3 separate regions of the Mus musculus genome follow, and all the other regions are linked to region 1. A link is a contact called in public Hi-C data. All regions are on one chromosome and are shown on one strand. The core of a region is the stretch at or near the end of the contact, and the rest is flanking DNA. Distances in the headings are between cores, read along the strand shown. Region 1 holds the start of Dok5 (docking protein 5). Region 2 overlaps Dok5 (docking protein 5). Region 3 overlaps Dok5 (docking protein 5).

Region 1 (4,120 bases), core at 1,170-3,669:
CACACACACACACACACACACACACACACACACACACCACACACACACACACACACACACACACACACACACACACACACACCACACACACACACACACACACACACACATACACACACACACACACACACACACACACACACACACACACACCACACACACACACACACACACACACACACACACACACCACACACACACACACACACACACACACACACACACACACACACACACACACACACGGTAAGAAACACTCTGAAAACACAAGAAGGGAATCTAAGAAAGATAAGAGAAATGTGTACTGTGAAAACAAGTCTTAAGGGTTGAAACTGAATGAACAGCAGGAATTAAAACAATGTTGCTGGTGTGTGGAAGACTTATCTAGAGAGAACGTGGCTCTCCCTCCAGTGCTGCTGCAAGAGGCGGTGTCTGGTGTCTAGCCATGCATGGTGAGTGAGTCCTCAGGAAGGCTGCAGGCACTGCTGGACTCTGCATTCCTGTGGGTCTCTCCTTCCCTGACACCATTGGAAATTGCCTAATTTATAGAAGAATTAGAGGTTGTCATGTGATTGGTATACCATGGTCTAGTGTGTGTGTGTGTGTGTGTGTGTGTGTGTGTGATATCAGGTTTTTGTTTTTTGGTTTTTTGTTTTTGTTTTTGTTTTTTTTTTTACCAACCAAATAAAAACATATACGCCATTCAACCTTGCACTTGAAAAAAATATTTGTTTCTTCCCAGCTGGCATTTTCTAGTGTGATTTCATCATCATTATTTCCAAACCCATTTCCCCCCTCATCTATGATTTCTGTTACTATGGGCCAGCCACCCACTTCTAGCTTCTTATGCAATCGATTCATTTTCTGTTCCTGTGACACTGTAATTGGTGTACAAATGAAGTGCTGGACAGGTGTCGTTCACAGACACCTCCGCTTCACGGTCGCCATGGGCAGGGTCGGTTAATAGTGCTAGCTCTTCCAAAGCAGCCTTCCAAATGACTTCATTTTCTCCTCTTTGGGCAAAAGGCGGACACTTACAACATCATTTTTCATAGAACAGAAACACGAAGACAGAGCAGATGGTTTACAATATAGCAAAGAGTTCTCCTCATGGGCACCTCTGTTTTCTGGTTGTCCCAATTTAGCCTCAATTCTATGACACATTCTTGGGTGATTTCTCTTCTTTGACTGACTAATACCCATCAAGCCAGGATGACTAAAGTGAGAGTTCCCACAGACAAAGGAAGTCCTGTATGATATTAGAGATGAGGGGAACTCAATGTCATCAGATCTCAGGACCTGTGAAATAGATGACTCGTCCTCTGTGACTCTCACTGAAGGTCGCCCAGCTCATTAGCTCTGACTGAGGTCACCTCTGGTGACCAAGAATGGTCTAGCTGTTGAGTAAAGGGAGACCAAGACCTACGTTGGAGATCAAGAAGCAACCTTGTGCTTATGACGTCAGCCCAACATCGTCCCTTCAGCAGCCTCATCCCGTTGTCCTGGCCCTGTGCTGGCCAGCTGTGGGATGGTGGGCAAGTCCCCAGGGACTGCCTCTTCTCAGCTTCGGATTCTGTAAAACCTAGATGCTAAAATCACCATCACTCTTCCCGTAGCAAAGCCGGGAAAGACGATGTTAAGAGAGTATCAGCGGTGATCAACTTAAGTTTGCTAAAGGAAGGCGGAGCACAATGTTTGCCAGGGGCGGCTATCTTGTCAGGTTATGAAGGTTTACGTGGGAACCTGGTAATTACACAAAGAGGCCACACCTCTATGGGCGCAGGGGAGCTGAACAAAGTCAATGCGTACAAAGGATGCCCGGTACAAGTTGCTACTGACAAAGTCCTGAGATTTATTGATCATCTATATAGAGCGGGGGTTGGGGGTGGTGGTGGTTGAGGACAAAGCAGTGACAGACCAAGAATCAGCTCCGGAGAAACTTACAGTCTTACTGGGAAGACAGGCTCAAACCAGAAAAGGGACAATGATACAAGCCTCGAGCTTCACAGCAGGGAGTCCTCATGGAAGAGCTGAGCATAAGCCATGGGGATGGAGATGGCTTTCCCTTTATATGTAGAGGTCACAAGTAAACCACACAGCTCAGTCTCCCTCGACACAGACACACCCTTAATTAGCTCTTATGTGAAAATGATGGGGCTGAAGGGATGGGTTGGGGCACACACAGCTGTTTTTTTTAAAAAAAAAGAGTCCGATGTCCTTCTCTCTAAACGACAGGCAGGAGCTGGAGCTTCGTGGATGTCTGCTATGCGCAGGGACGCGCAGCCGCCCCTGGGGAGAGGAGGTGGGATCAGGGCGGCTGGGGGCCAGGTGGGCGGAGGCCGGGGGAGGGGATCCGTGCGCTCCTCCTTCTGGGCCATCTCTGCTTCCTCCTTCCTCTCTTTGCTCCTCTGTTCTGGTCCTTCTCCTCCTCCTGGGAGCTGGAGCGGCTCCTCCTCCTGGCAGGCTGCCGCCCAGTCAGCTGACGCCGCGCTCCAGTCTCGCCTCCCCGCCGCTCTCCCCCAAAGTGGCTGCTGGGCGCCGGCGGGCCGCCCACTTTCAGGCTTTGGGGAGACAGGGGAAGCGATGTGCGCCTTCTGACGCCTGGTTTCACCGCATCACCTTGTTAACTTTCACTCCCTCAGTCTCTGTCCTGACCCTCCTCCCCACATCCCTCCTCGAAGCCACTCAGGGTGCCGAGCGCACGCTGGGGGCAGCAGGGTCACTGTCTGTCTGGGATGGCTTCCAATTTTAATGACATAGTGAAGCAGGGGTACGTGAGGATCCGGAGCAGACGCCTAGGGGTACGTATCATCCTTTCTGTGATCCTTGTTCACGACTTCAGGGTCTGTGTCTGCGGCCAGCATCCCGGTTCCTGGCGCTGGAGATTTGCTTGGTGGCTCTCGCAGCCCACATCCCAGGCTACCGCGGCTGCGGCGCTAACGCCAGCATCCAGTATGTCATGGAGCTATCTTTATCTCTCGGATGGCTTGACTTTCTGGCGGTGGCTACTGGAGCCCATTGACTCGGAATAAATATTTCCCGGTAGCCATGGGTGCTGAATCTGGAAAGCATGGCATGGTGCTGAGCCTGCCGGATGTCCCCGGCCGGCATCCCACTCGCGCCAACTTAACTTTTCCAGGGGATGGATGGAGGCCAGGACACAGGGCAGATATTCTGAGTGGGGATCAAGGTCAGTGACTATCTGGCCCCAGGGACTCTGCTCTGCGGCTCAGGTGTTGGCAGAGGAGGAGAGAGCTGGCCTCAGGCAGGGCCAACTCCCTGGTAGAACCCCAGATCGGAACTTCCTTACTCTTGAGCCTGGGCAGTGGGTTTCTGTTTTTTAGACTCCACCTTCTGAGTCCGACTGGGCGATCAGATCCACATTTCTTGTGGAGCATGGTGCCTGCGTAAAGCTCCTGGAATATGAGCTGAAAGAATGAATGAATCCCAATGGCTCCCATCTTAAGGCTGTTTGCTTTTCTCTTGTTGGGGGCACTTCAGGAGAGAACCATCCTGCCTTTCTTTGGGTTTTAAGAGACAGTACAGTCTTTAGGGAGGGGTGGACATTGGAGTATGTATGCACATATATGTATATGAATATATGTATACATATATATGAATATGAATGTGTGTGTGTGTATTTCAGCCCACCCCACTTCTTCTTGCCATGTGTCTAATACCTTGGCTGTTTTTGTTGGTTTGTGTTTGTCAGAGGCTGGGGGCGGGGGCGGGGGTGGGGGTGGTGGTGGTGAGGCAGAGCTGAGATGTAAGTTTACTTAGCAAGGAAAGCTAGTGTTGGTGAGAATGTCAATGTCTCCATTAGGCTGAGTGATCCAATGAGTATTTTTGTCCACAAATACATTGTATCTGCTACCAGTCTTTTATATGGTCTCTGGCGGCGGCTTCTTCTTCTTCTTCTTCTTCTTCTTCTTCTTCTTCTTCTTCTTCTTCTTCTTCTTCTTCTTCTTCTTCTTCTTCTTCTTCTTCTTCTTCTAAATGTGCCTTTAATTTGACTGGGAATAAAAGAAATTTCTCAGTAGTAACTGTCGCTAGAGAGGGATGTCTGCTGGGGAGAAACAGCCTGGATTGTTATAAAACTCTTGCTTGCTTCCTTTGGCCT
Region 2 (4,120 bases), core at 969-3,468, 99 kb after region 1:
TGTAAAGAAGAGGTGCAGTTTGCACAGTGGATCCCCGGGGCTTAACATGGAAGTAGGGAAACAAGAAAATAATTATACAAAGCTGAAGGCAGCTTAGGCTGGGTTCTGGCACAAAAATAAACACACACCGCCAACCAGCCAACCAGCCATTGTGTGTAGTGAGTGCTGAAGGGTCTGTTGCAGACGGAGGGTAAGTCCTGTCCTGCAGAGTCCCTGGAAATGCTGGAGTGGGAAAAGCCTCGGAGGGGCACCGTGTGGCCTTTCATGCAGATGAATTTGCATTTATACTATAGGAAGGGCCACTGGAGGTTAGAAGGCTGGAAAATGAAATGATCAGATTAATGTGTCCACCGAGGGTATTTATTTCTCTTCCCGGGGATTTCCTAAGCCAGGCACTTATTGAATTTAGGGTAATAGATGGAAGAGGTGGTCCAGCATCGCCACAAGCCAAGATTGATGGGAGGCATATTCCTTTGTATAAGAGTTAAGGGGGTGTTAAGGGGAGTTTAAGCTTGCCACTGTGACAGGCTTATTTATCTTGTAAATAAATACTTACCAGGAAGCCACATGAGCCTTCCTCCTGGCAGGCCCCTCCTGTGTGACAGGATGTCACCCCAGCGGAACTTCCATGTGGAGGCACCATGAGTTAGCATGCTCGGGGAGGGGAGGGATTTGTGCAAGTGCCAGTAGCTAGGATTGTGGGGAAGTTGGGGAGGGGCATAGAGTGTCTAGCGGGACACCTTCGATGTGAACAGGGTGGCCCTGTGCGGTGTTCTCATATTCTAAAACTGAGACCCACAGGCACCAACGAGCTCAAAGTCAGAGATGAGGGTTTCTGAGGTGTGATGTATGAATTGACCACTGATCACAGGGGTGAGTGTGAGATCTGACCTCTCACCTCTGATGGGATAATTTAGTGATGGACTGGACCACCTACCTTTGCTTCCATCCTCCCAAGCCATGATTAGTCTTCATAGCTGCAGATCTGTTCTGTAATGCTGGGCTCACAGGTGATTGCGCTCATGTGGGTGGGAAGTGTTCACGGAGGGCACGTGACCAGACTTTCAACTCGTTATTTATTTTTTTTTTCAGGTTACAGAACTCAACAATGTGAAAAATGTAGCCCGATTGCCAAAGAGCACCAAGAAACATGCTATAGGGATTTATTTCAATGATGACACCTCGAAGACCTTTGCCTGTGAATCAGGTTTGTTTGAGGCCAGTGGGGTTGGGGTCTTTGGCTTTTATCATTGAGTACCGGGCATAGAGGATAATAGATCTTTGTGGGGTCTTTGTTTTTTTGTTCTCGCCATTTCCACAGATCTTGAGGCAGACGAATGGTGCAAAGTTCTCCAGATGGAGTGTGTGGGGACCAGAATCAATGACATCAGCCTCGGAGAGCCTGATTTATTGGCTACCGGGGTGGAACGCGAGCAGAGCGGTATGTATGCCAAGTTTGCGCCGCCCATCTCTCTCCTAAACTGTTTTGCTCCCGTATGATGACACACAAGGCGTCCTCATCCTATACATTCTGAGTTATAAATATGTATGAAGAAGTTATAATAGCAGTCTATGTAAATGACGCAGTGAATGCTTTCCTCAAACGTTCTGTAATCTATAGTAGAAAAAAATCAACATTAATGGTTTCAGTCAGAAATGTTGAGGATCACAAGGTGTGCCAACGGAATGGAAGATGCTTATGAATATCCAACTGTTACATTTGCACAGAAGTCCCACCCTAGAGATGGTAGGACTCCCCCTCATTTTGTAGATGAGGTAAACACCTTGTTCCAAACGTACTATGGGCATTTGAAACTAGACTATGATCGTAGGCCTCTATTTACTACGATCAGACTTCAAAGTGTGATAATTTTCACCTTGCTGTTTCACTTAAAGTATGTTTGAACACTGTCCAATGTTCTTAATAGAATTTAACCCCAACCCTGAATATTTCATCAAGTTTAAACCCACTTAAAAACGGTGATTTAAAAGTAAAATTCAACCCCTGAGCCAACTCAGCTCAACACAGCATCGAGGAATAAATCTTTTAAAATAATCATGACCAAAATATTCATGAACACTTTAGCAAAAATCAATGTTCATTCATAGTCTGAGCCTAGAATAATTGCTTCATCTCCAAATAGCTCAGCCTAGTGGCTGGGGGATTGGATGCCACGGGTCTGCTTCAAAGCCTGCCTTGATCTACGAGCTCTTGTCAGAGTGGCGGGGGCTCTGGGTCACCTGGATGGATGGCAGACATGACTCAGGTGGAATTGCATTGGTGGTCTCCATGCCCACTCCAGTTGTTAGTTAAAACTGTGCTCCCTCCCTCCCAAGCAGTGCTGTGTCCTCATGACACATTTACAGTCTTTGCCCACCCTGAATGTACTGTCCCTACCACAATCTGTGGCCGCACAGCTGTTGTTCATCAAGACCTGGAAGTGTTAGCTTGAGCAGAGTTGCCTCTTGCCAGATTGGGAACTAGGGCCACAGAGAGGGGAAGTCACTTCCCATGGCAATTCACCTCTCCCCCCCCCCCCCCCCAGACCTTACTTCTGTGGTTCAGTCAGTCAGTGTAATGTTGGACAAAGGGGAGCTAGCCAGGGTGCTGGGGACACAGTCCTGGGCTTTGTTAGCATGGTAGGGCTCAATTGTTATGTTCTCTAGAATGGCCAGGTCAGCACATAGCTTTCAGACATTTCTGCCTGCGGCATAGTAGAAATGCACAGTGCTAAAATTCAAATTAAAAACCATGCCTAAGGTTTCCTTTTATGCTGCCATTTTGGTAGGCTTGGGGTTACTCTCATTATGGGTTCTTACAGAACTCCAGTATTTCTTTGAAAGTATTTTATATAGTCTTATTTTGTAGGGGTTCAAATAAGTACAATTAAAATGGTTTCTCACCAAAAGCATGCTGGGCAAGCACTCTCCCACTGATCTCTCTCCCGCAAACCCCACTAATTTATCTTATAGCAAATCAATTTGCCTCTAAGAGAATCCATTAACAATGACCCCCCCCCCTTTACCTATGACATACTGAAGACAATTTTAAAGTCATGGGCCCAGAACTCTCAGGGGACATAATGTGTTTCATGATAGTTTCTAGAAATCCCTCAACGTTTGGCTATTGATAGTTTAAAATAAATTTATAAGCTTAAATAGCAGGTGACTAAGCCCATTCATGAACACAATCTTGATATTGCTATTTACCAACTTCAGATAAAATAGATAGATTTGGATGATCCCTCCTATTATAGAATAGCTAATTTTGAACATTCCTAATATAAAACTGTTAGCATCACACTATCCTGTCAGCCATCTGGGATCTGCTCTAGGATGGATGGATAGAATTGTGCTTGCAGGTGCTGTAGCATTTTTGTTCACGTTTCATTTAGAGGTTTTTGACTCTGTAACTTTTTATGTTACTGACTTTTCTAAATAGCAGTAATAAAAGCAGTGTAACTGCCTGCAGGTGAGCTCTTGTTTACAGCCACCAGCTAAGTTAGTTATCACAGTCTCGGTGACATTTTCAACAGTCACCCAGGAGGCAGAGGGCTATCTTTTTTTGCAGCGTTGACTAAGGAAAGTTCTTTGTTCAAACTCGAAGAATATCCCTTTGACATCGTCACAATTGCACGCTGTTACTGTGGAGCGTGGTTTAAATAATTTTACTGAGCCGATGGTAGAACTGTAAGCTGACCAGTGTTACTTTAGGACCACAAATCACAGATACAGCCTTCTACACTGTATCTTTTGTGAATATGAAAGTGTAGGTGTAATTAATGTGTGCTCTGCAGGGGAAAAATTGCTTTTAGCGGTTTCATGGCTCTGATCTTTTATTGGCGTACATTTTTTTTTCCCACGATGCAAATTGAAAAGGTCTACAGATGATCTTTGTTCGTGTAAATAGTGCTTAGTGTGGGTTGACACCCAGAGTGTATCATTATGCTGTGTAACAGCACCTGCATTTAAAAACTCATTTTTTTCTGCGACAGTTCATTTATAACGTTTATCTTCCTGAACACTCCACCAACCCCTAGCATGTACATATTTGTTAATGCTTTTTGTGTTCCTGCGATGTCTTTGCTCTTTCATTTCTGGGGATTTTAGACTAACGTTT
Region 3 (4,120 bases), core at 1,071-3,570, 80 kb after region 1:
AATGTGTATAGTAATTACTGAGTTCTTAAGTCTTTCCTGACTTTGTCTTAGACTTTCTCTAACCCAAGGGGAGAACTTAACCATCACTCATTGGCCGGTTGACTGCTGGGCTCTCCTGACCCCATTTCTTGTCCTTTGTTCTAATTCCTGGCCTCCCTAAGGTCGAAGCTACAATAAATGATCTTGTCAGCTACACACCGCTCCCACTTGGTGCCATTTATCTCAAGATTCCAGTGATCCTAATGACCCATTGTACTGGGAACACATGGACCACATAGTAACCAATGCAACACACAGAGAGATACATACATACATATATACATACATACACATACCCCACTCACAGAGATACATAAATACATACGCATACCCCACAATACACCACACACAGAGATACATACATACATATATACATACATACACTTATACATACATACACATAACCCACTCACAGAGATACATAAATACATACGCATACCCCACAATACACCACACACAGAGATACAAACATACATACATACATACATACCACACACACATATACCACACACATAGATACATGCATAATGCATACATACATACATATATACATACACACACATACACACACATATTGAACACATACACCACACACAAACAGACACACAGAAACATATACGCACACCACACACATATACCACACACACATACACACAAACACACACAAACACACCACACACACACACACACACACACACACACACACACACACACACACACACACACACACTTGTTTTCCAATGATGTGATAAAATGCTGTCCAAAAGCTTTACTTTAGCTTATAGGTTACATACAGTCCATGACCAAGTCATTTATTTTTCTTGGAAATATATTTGTTTTCTTCACCCTGTAAACCCCTGCGTATCCTTGAAACCCACAGTGGGGACGCCCAGTCCTAACTGAAGAGTGCAGGACTCCTTGCTCCTTGCATTCATTCATTCATTGGTGTTGGCAGGCTTAGTAGAGTACCCTACATGTCTGTGGTTGTATTTCTGCCTCTGCTCTTTACCATTTGTGGGACAAGTTAAAACCCCCAGGGCTCAACTTTCTCATATAGTCAATATAAATGTCATGAAAAAATAGAAGACTATAATTGCTCTGAAGTAGTTATAACTCAATACTTGGCATGTTAATCGGGAACTAGATAAATGTTGGTCACAGGTGTTGTAATTATGACCTCACTCTATTGTCTGTTACAGGGAACTCTGCAGATGTCCCCAGACAAGGCTGAGAGTCCCTTTCTTACTCCAGGAGCTTTGGATCTTTGTGGGTTAGAGTCCTGCCTTTCATTCATGTAGACTTGATCTGTGTATTTCTTGGGAACATACCTGCTGGATTCCAGTCCATTGTCCCTGCCACCAGTTAGGAATAGTCCAGCCTTTAGCACGCCGTGGAGATAGACGTCCATCATTCTGCTTGGGCCCGTGGATCTGATGGCAGTGACCTTCCACCCCAGGAGTCTGAGCTTTTGTTTAACAAATCCTTAAGAATGCTCTGATTCTTGTAGGTCACAGTTCTCAGCACTGGTGACACAGTGAAGAACCGAGTCAGTGACTCCCTGCTTGTAGTGAGGAAGAAAAAGATGCCAAGAGATACCTACCTCCAGTGTTGGTGTCCACGGTTGATGCCAGAAGGACGGGATGAGGAGAAAGGATGTAAGGGCGGGAGAGGAGGACCACGGATTTAAATGGAGCAGTCAGTGGTGGTGTATACATTGGACAGACGCTGTGTACACATGAAGGGGGCACGGGAGACTGTTGGGGCACGGGACTGAGCGTGGCTTCCAAGTGAACAGCGAACAAAAGCAAAGGGTGCATCGTTAAAGGCCCTGTGACTGAGAGCAGGCCCAGAGGGCTCTCAAGACAAGGTTATGTTTTTCAAATGGTGACACCCATTATGGTTGACTTCACGCAGCTAGAGCTAGGTCTCTCCCATCCAGTGACCTCTGCAAATGTCATAAGGACAATATGTCCAGGTTGTAGAGGTGTCTAAGAGTGTCCCGGAATTTCCAAGGACTGTTCAACTAGACATTCTTCAGGGGCAGCTTTGTCACTTGCAGCAGAGGAAGGTGAGCCATTTCTCTGAGAGAAATGGAAGAGTGGGAGGAAAATCTGCGGTGGGGCTCTATCCTGAAAGATTTTTTTTTTTCCCAGACTGCCTTCCAGGCAGTACCTTCCAACACGATCAGACACTGGAGCCAGAAAGCATGCCCCTGACGAGGCTGCCTTCTGTTATCTCCTACATTGCTTCAGAAAAGGCGAGCTGGCCCGCCCACACCATCTGCCCAGCGTCTGTTGAAGGGAAGATGCTGTGATGTAGGCGTGAACTTCAGAGCCTGGTCATGATGGAGGACAGGAGTTATCCAATGGTTTGAGAAGCAGAGCATTGTCCATTTCTATCTCGTCAAAAGTGTGAGCTAAAGGAATGCCCCTGTCCTCCTGTGCCCACGTCTCATTGTGTCCTAAACAGAAGGTCATGTGCTTGTGATTAGCTTGGGCTGTGTTTGCTGGGATGCCCAAAACAGACATATGGTGACTTGGAGTCCATAAACATGCCCCACCCCTCATCCTCAGCAGGCTACCTGTGTACATATACACGTACACATACACATACACATATACAATCACATACACACACATATCTGTTGCAGGAAATATTAAAGAAAGGCTGGCAGGCTTCCTGCACTACTGCCAGCACCTCTCTACCCCAGCGTGGTCCTTCTGGCTCTGGCTCTTGTTAGTCCTCACAGCTACCGATCACAGTCTGCCCAGCTCTGGTTCATTCGTCTCTGGAGCTGCTAGTTCCTTCTCAGCCATAAACCCCTGCGGTCAGTGGTCCCACCTTCCAGTAACCCAAAACTCTAGAAGCTTATAATTAACAAGTCAGATTTATATATCAATACAGTCTCAGTTCACAAGATGCCCACACAATGATTTCAGAGCCAATTGATAATGATACAAGCTGCCCACCTAGATCAGACAAGTTATCCCAATCATTCTATCCCTATATGATATTCGTAACCACCTGTGGCTATTTAAAACCACGAGGGATCAGGATCTTCTTCCTGTCCGTCTGCCTCCATCTTGGCGTCTCCTTCTTTCTCTTCTGAGTCACTCTCTGTCCCTGCAGCTCCTTGTTCTGCCTCCCTTTTCCCTATCCAATCACAGGGCTCCTGCTGCACTAACACTTTAATGTAATTGGATAGGGAACATCCTCTCACACATATCACCTGAGGATATGCCGGCAATAGCCCAAGGAGGATGCCCATGTGTAGAGAAGATTTTGTGATGGGCATTTATGCCAGTGTACACACAGACAGTGGGTCTTGCTCATTGATCAAATTCTTTAGCTATGTATGCTTTGAAATTAAAAAAAAAAGACTTACCAGTGAGCCTAGCAATAGTTGGGGTCCGTGTTTCCACACTGACTTAACCAAAAGCAGAAAGAGTACATTGGTTTAGTGCTCATCTAGATGAAGTGATCACAGACACAGGATTTAACCTAGTGCAGTATGGCAGTGGGGTTAAAGGAGCAGAGCTTGGGTGCAGAAGACCTCCAGGACATCCTGAGGGTGCGTGCTGCACTGGGGCTGGGAGCACGTGATCCAGTGACAGGGGACATTTCCAGACCCAATTACAACTCCAAAGGTGTTTAGTGTGGAGAGGAATGGTACTCTCTTCCACATGACTAACATGTGCCTTTCCCATGTGGCAGCTTTATGATATTCTCCCACATTCGTGTTATCCGAGTCTGTGGATTTATCTGGATCACATTAGAAAGCACTCTGCTGTCCCTTGCCTGTGTTATATCATAGGCCCATGGTGGTTATGTTTATCTCAAACATATACAGGCCTATTTCCTTCTCATGGTTCCCTAAATAGTACAGAACAACTGCTGTTTACAAGGCATTTAAATGTATTAGAAATTATAAGTAGCCTAGAAATAATTTAAAGTATATACAAGAATCTGAATACACTACCATCTCCTGATACTTGGTCTTCTTAAGGATTTTGGTATTGGTCCTTTGGTAGAATCTTTGTAGATTTTGAGGGATGACAGTATTTGTCTTCTGTGGGTGTAC

What was found. Hi-C and Micro-C count contacts between places; a contact is called where the count stands out from the background.
Region 2: a Hi-C map of cortical neurons shows a contact between it and region 1, with 2.4 times the contacts expected there. The contact joins the enhancer-like site here to the promoter of Dok5 in region 1. A contact is called at or near these places in 1 of 39 promoter capture datasets (hippocampal neurons), 6 of 484 Hi-C or Micro-C datasets (brain, cerebellar granule neurons, cerebral cortex and 3 more), 9 of 115 datasets of contacts at active chromatin or transcription factors (astrocytes, embryonic basal ganglia, embryonic forebrain and 5 more) and 1 of 9 other capture datasets (adipose tissue).
Region 3: a Hi-C map of cerebral cortex shows a contact between it and region 1, with 2.8 times the contacts expected there. The contact joins the enhancer-like site here to the promoter of Dok5 in region 1. A contact is called at or near these places in 1 of 39 promoter capture datasets (hippocampal neurons), 3 of 484 Hi-C or Micro-C datasets (brain, cerebellar granule neurons and cerebral cortex), 3 of 115 datasets of contacts at active chromatin or transcription factors (embryonic stem cells, forebrain and neural progenitor cells) and 1 of 9 other capture datasets (pancreatic islet).

What each region holds. Positions count from the first base shown.
Region 1 is chr2:170,729,388-170,733,507 of GRCm38.p6, forward strand. It overlaps Dok5 (docking protein 5), which reads left to right and starts at 2,420. Exons shown (of 8, transcript NM_029761.4): 1 at 2,420-2,801. The coding sequence starts at 2,736.
Region 2 is chr2:170,828,748-170,832,867 of GRCm38.p6, forward strand. It overlaps Dok5 (docking protein 5), which reads left to right. Exons shown (of 8, transcript NM_029761.4): 3 at 1,093-1,207; 4 at 1,322-1,441. Among named protein-coding and RNA genes, the nearest start is that of Gm35033, 55 kb to the left of the region's middle. Within about 2 kb of position 2,219, at least 8 of the 459 cell types and tissues checked have an H3K27ac peak or open chromatin away from gene starts, as enhancers often do. A contact at or near this core is called in cortical neurons and forebrain, where this site is marked.
Region 3 is chr2:170,809,236-170,813,355 of GRCm38.p6, forward strand. The region is part of intron 2 of Dok5 (docking protein 5); the gene reads left to right. Among named protein-coding and RNA genes, the nearest start is that of Gm35033, 35 kb to the left of the region's middle. Within about 2 kb of position 2,321, at least 11 of the 459 cell types and tissues checked have an H3K27ac peak or open chromatin away from gene starts, as enhancers often do. A contact at or near this core is called in cerebellar granule neurons and cerebral cortex, where this site is marked.